2 separate regions of the Mus musculus genome follow, and region 1 is linked to region 2. Evidence: chromatin contacts called from public HiChIP or PLAC-seq data. All regions are on one chromosome and are shown on one strand. The core of a region is the stretch at or near the end of the contact, and the rest is flanking DNA. Distances in the headings are between cores, read along the strand shown. Region 1 has its middle 690 kb from the start of 4930557F08Rik. Region 2 has its middle 1.1 Mb from the start of 4930557F08Rik.

What was found. HiChIP or PLAC-seq counts read pairs in DNA pulled down with a chosen protein or histone mark.
Region 1: a contact with region 2 is called in an H3K4me3 HiChIP or PLAC-seq map of the SCID.adh cell line, with 11 read pairs. The contact joins two enhancer-like sites. A contact is called at or near these places in 1 of 39 promoter capture datasets (embryonic stem cells), 1 of 15 datasets of contacts at CTCF or cohesin (stem cell-derived epiblast-like cells), 90 of 484 Hi-C or Micro-C datasets (the AML12 cell line, the AtT-20 cell line, the Ba/F3 cell line and 37 more), 8 of 115 datasets of contacts at active chromatin or transcription factors (the NIH/3T3 cell line, the SCID.adh cell line, astrocytes and 3 more) and 2 of 9 other capture datasets (embryonic stem cells and embryonic tail).

Annotation. Positions count from the first base shown.
Region 1 is chr15:15,088,835-15,091,541 of GRCm38.p6, reverse strand. No RefSeq gene overlaps it. Among named protein-coding and RNA genes, the nearest start is that of 4930557F08Rik, 690 kb to the left of the region's middle. Within about 2 kb of position 1,266, at least 6 of the 459 cell types and tissues checked have an H3K27ac peak or open chromatin away from gene starts, as enhancers often do. A contact at or near this core is called in the SCID.adh cell line, where this site is marked.
Region 2 is chr15:14,628,161-14,630,932 of GRCm38.p6, reverse strand. No RefSeq gene overlaps it. Among named protein-coding and RNA genes, the nearest start is that of 4930557F08Rik, 1.1 Mb to the left of the region's middle. Within about 2 kb of position 1,337, at least 1 of the 459 cell types and tissues checked has an H3K27ac peak or open chromatin away from gene starts, as enhancers often do. A contact at or near this core is called in the SCID.adh cell line, where this site is marked.

The sequences.
Region 1 (2,707 bases), core at 17-2,516, 460 kb before region 2:
AGAGCATGTGGATTCATACACCAGACTAACATGGGGATAGGGTATGAGTATATGGGTTATGAGAACGCCAAAGTTCCAGGAGTTGAGTTTCCATGAAACTCTTTGCCTCGTGAGTGCTCCCAGGCCTCTCTGCCTGCCAAGCAAACTACACTGGAGTGTTCGTAGCATTCTCCCCCTTTCTTTTTATATTTCTGCTGAAGTTCCGGAATGTCCTGCCTCGTCGTAGCTACAGATCTCAGGAGTGCTCTAAAGATGAGTGGAAACACAACAATTTACTAATAAAATAGTGCCAATAATAATAGCAAGTAGGAATTACCACCCGCGAGGATAGAGACCTCCCCAGATTGCATTGCTCATGCAACGGGGTGTCTTGAGGTAAATCTAGATGTTACAAGGTCGTCCCATTTGCCATGGGGAAAGCGCTTTCAAAGGAAACAATTTTCATAAATGAAATAAAGGGTTTAGGGAGAGAGGAATAAGAGTCAAGAAAAAAGATTTGATTAATTTTTTTCTGCTTCATGGACACTAAATGTCCATGGTTAGTTTTGAGCAGACCTGAGATCCATCCACTTACGTGGAATAAGGTTGGCAAAAATATTAATGATTTAATAAAAACGGGTGAAAATATCCCTGAACCTTTTTTCAGTTATTATGGAATTATTAGAGACCTCTTAAAAGATGCAGAACAAGGAAGGGAGGGAGCCAGACTGCTGGCACTTGCTGAGGATTTTCTTGCAGCAGAACTAGAGGAAGAGGCAGCCAACAATGAGGAGGAGAGATATGGTCCTGGCCCCCGAGTGTTTCTCACAACAAAATCCAGCCCTAGGTACCCTCCTCTGTACCCCTCTTCCACTCGGGGCCCCACTCCCTTTCCCTCTCTGCACCTTTATCCCTCCTCAGCCTGCCGCCTCCTACTCCCTTACCAGGGGTGACTGTCCATCATTTGCTCCACACGAAGGACGCTCTGGTGGCCCACATTTTTGGTCTAAAAGAGGTTTTATATTTGCAAAAAAAATTAGGAGACCTCACCTTTGAAATTCAAACTTTACAGGGGATCCTCTCCGGAGCCCCAATTGTCAAGAAACAGTCGGAGCACCCTAAAGTCATAAAGAAGGTCTCTCCTCCGGTCTCCACGGAGAAGATCAAACATAAATATTCAGCCAAGGACAAGGCATATCAAAAATTGGCCTTCCCATTCCTGATTCGGGCATTCTCCAATCAGATCAGTCATGACCCTGAGCCAACTAATGATGAACAAGTGCCAGATACCTCGGGACAGGCAAAGGGAGAAAAGGAAAATGAAAGTGATGAATTTGAGCAATTAGCCTCTGACTCCGAGGAAGAAGAGGCAATAAAAGATGAAAGTGATTATGAGGCTTCACAGCCTGTTTATAAGAAATTAAAGATCATACATATTAAAGAATTGCATTCGGCTGTTAAAAATTATGGGGTTAATGCCCCCTTTACTGTATCAATCTTGGAGGGACTAGCAGGAGACTGTTACTTAACACCCAATGAATGGAGCAAAGTGGTACAGTCAGTCCTCACTAGAGGGCAGTATTTAACTTGGAAATCTGATTTTGTAGATAGAGCCAAAACCCAGGCTGCTAATAACAGAAAGAACCCCCTCAGTAAGGCTTATTCTTGGACCTCTGATAAAATATTCTGTAAAGGTCCATTCGCCTCTGATAAGAAACAATTGGGGCTTTCTCCTGGGGTGCTTGCACAGACTGCCCAGGCGGCCTTAGCTGCCTGGAGAGCCGTACCGGCCACAGGAGCCCTCATAACCCCGTTGACTAAAACTATTCAGGGCTCCCAAGAATCCTATGCCCAATTTGTTGCTAGACTACAAGAAAGAGTTCTCGGCCCCCATGAAAATGAAGGGCTTTTAGTTAGACAACATGCCTTGGAGAATGCTAATTCTGCTTGCAAGGCTGCCCTGGGGGGTAAGACTAGAGGCTTTGACCTCATAGGAATTGATAAAGCTCTGCAGTGAGGTAGATATATTTTCACATCAAGTCTCAAAATCTATTAACCTGGCCATCGGAGTGGTCTTCCAAAAAGCTGGTGGAACTAGCCAGCCTCAGCAGAGAGTGTGTTTCAGATGTGCACTCCCGGGACATTTTGCCCGCGAATGCCCATCCACCAGACCACCAAGTCTGCCACCACACCAGGCACAGGCCAAGTTACACAGGGAGCCATGCCTCCTGGCCTCTGCCCCAAATGTAAGAGAGGCCACCACTGGGCACAACATTGCAGATCCAAAACTGATATAAATGGCCGCCCACTTACTGTGGTCCAGGGAAACTACCAGGGGGGCCCCTGCTTGGGCCCTGCTCCCCCTGATTGCACCCCCAAAACAATCCATCGCTGATTCCCTCCAGTCTCCCCAACGGGGATTGTGCAGGGCTACAGCAGGGAGCGCAGGATTGAACTTGTGTTCCTCCACCACCAGGATTATAACTCCCGAGGAAGGGACCTTAGTTATTGAGACAGGGGAATTCGGACCCCCACCCCAAAATATGTTTCTTCTTCTTATTGGCTGAGCATCAGGTTCCCTACAGGGACTCGTGGTAACCCCCACTGTGGTCGATGCTGACTACCAAGGAGAATTAAAAATTCTGGTTACAGCCACACGAGGGCCCCTTACATTGAGAGCAGGAGAGCATATCGCCCAGGGCTGCCGCTCCTGTTAATTGGACAATTT
Region 2 (2,772 bases), core at 88-2,587:
ACAGTATATGAATTTGTGTGTTCAATTGTACTAATGTATCTTTACGAATTGAATATTGATAAATATGTTTTAACTACCCTGAAAAGCTCTGAGTTGTGGACCCAAATTTAGTATTTGATTAGTTATATCTGGGATAGAACAAATATTCATGAGACCAGTAAGTATATTTATTTATTCTTCGGTCCTGAAATCCCAGAAAAGAGCTATACGTATAAATATAAATTTTAAATTAATAAAATGTTGGTAGAGAAAAGTACATTTAATATAGGGTTATTTTTATCAATAATGCTATCAGGTTGGCTTCCATTTGTTTAGATCAGTAAAATTAATAATAATAATAAAAATAATAATAATAAACTATTTTATAGAATTAAATTTTCAGTAACACATAGCCATTGCTACTTTTAAAAACTTTAATTAGTTCATTCATTTTAATGATATTTTAATGTAACTCATTGATTTCAATGAAGCATTGTCTTCATCATGATTTGGATCTCCTAATGGCATGGCCACTCCACTTGCTATGAGCATCAGCACAGAGATGAGTATTCAGCAGACACTGTAATGTCTGCGAGAAGAAATTAAATGAAAGTTAATTGTAAGTTCTGATGGAAGTCCTGTGCAGCACTGTGATGTAAATGAGCTGAATCCCAGGAGCTAATGAGCATTGACTTCTCATTCAGTGAAAGCAGACGTGTGGGATATAACACACACTGTGAAAAGGATGAAATAACACAGGGAGCAGATTATAATCTATCAGAATTGAGAAACCCTCCACCCCAAAATTGAAACGATCCATTGTGATTGGATTGTGAAACTACAAACTAAAACTCCATATGAAACTTGTATACATTTCATTTTATTTTTCCAACCGGAACAGAAGACATGACAGAAACAACTTAAAGGAGAACAGATTTATTTTGGTTCATAATAGTGGAGATGTTAATAGAGATCGACTCCACAGTAGTGGGAATGGAGCCATTAAGAGAGATGTAAGTCTCAACACTCTGTAGCATCAAAATGCAGAAAATACAGGCTAGGAGAAGTGGGAGCATAAATGTCATGGCCATATCTCGTAAGGTAACTCTGTTAAATAATATTGTCTCAGTTGATGCAGTATCTTACTCATTCACATGTAAATTCTTATAATTCCCTAATACTCTGTTATTTAGAAGAGCCTTTAAAAGAGGTGGTTAAGGATTCCCTGAAGTCAGAGTGGAGTTGTGGAGAGAAATTCTATCCTTAAAGTGAAGGTAGAAGAATGTGTACTCGCCGTGAAATACTTTCAGGAGGATAGATTAGAAAGTGATCTTCAGAAACTAAAGAAAGAGAGATCTTAGAAGGAAGCAAAAATGTTGAACTTATTGTACCTCTCGGCCTCTGGAATGTATGAAAATAATGACATGTTTTAGGAAACACCTAAACTATGTAGGGTTATCCAAGGGCAGAATGCCAAAAAGTACAGGAAACAGGAAACCTAAAAAAATAAAATAAATAAGAGAGATACCAGTTTGTAAAGAGTTTGGCATGCATTGTAGAAGTACTCAGTTTTTGTTCTCAGCTGGGCATGTGTTTGAAATTCTGGCGTTGGTAAAGAGGGAGCTGTGCAAACCTTATACTATGATTGGTAAGTATATATGCACCCTCACATATATAAATATACACACATATATGTAATGTACACATATTTGCAAACATACACACAGTGCTTATGCACTAGCATACTGATAGAGTTTTGTTTTGTTTTTTTTTTTCTGATACTTCACTGTTTACAACACCTAAGATTTGTTTTGTGTGTTCTTTAATTTGCAGACAAAACTGTTAGTGCAAAGGTCTACTTGTGCCAAACTCAAATTCTTATCCATGTAGTTGTATTAAATATGAGCCAACAGGGCACTTAAGCCATCTACACCTTGTCTGCTTTCCATGCCGTGTGAAACTGCATTGAACAATTCTTCATAGAAAAGATAAATTCCAAGTTCATTAAAACATTCAAGATATTTCCTTCATAATTTTCTCTCTCACAAATGATCCATCTGAAGACTCAGTAAAGGTAATAAAGAATTAATCCTATTCTTCAATTCTCTTTCCTTATAAAACCCTTGTTCTGCTTCTTCTAGATTGTGATCTTGTCCTGTAGTCTATGAGATGAAGACTGTAAGATATTCATACACCTACCGCAGGTCCAAAGGCTTCCAAAGCAATGCTCATTGTGTGCTACTGCCACCTTGTGGTCATGTATTTTTCTCTGTGAGACCATAAATCAAAATTATTACAAAGGCATTTAGTGCATAATTAAACACAAACCTAAGTAGAAACCTAGACATACCTTTTATACTTAATGAATAAATAATGTTTAGGAATAAGAAATCTTGCAATACTAACCAAATATTCAGCTCACTACAACTATTTTATTTGAAGAAAGTAATAAATTAACCTATCTAAAATATAACCAATTTTAGGCCCAAACACTTTTTCTTTTCTCTTCTTTTCTTTTCTTTCCTTTCCTTTTCTTTTCTTTTCTTTTCTTTTCTTTTCTTTTCTTTTCTTTTGTTTGTTTGGTTGGGTTTTTTGTTTGTTTTGTTTTGTTTTGTTTTGCTTTGTTTTCTTTTCTTTTTGTCTTTCCTGACAGGGTTTCTCTGTGTGGCCCTGGCTGTCCTGGAATTCACTTTGTAGACCAGGCTGGCCTCGAACTCAGAAATACACCTGCCTCTGCCTCCTGAGTGCTGGGATTAAAGGCGTGCACCACCACCCAGACTGATTGTGAACTTT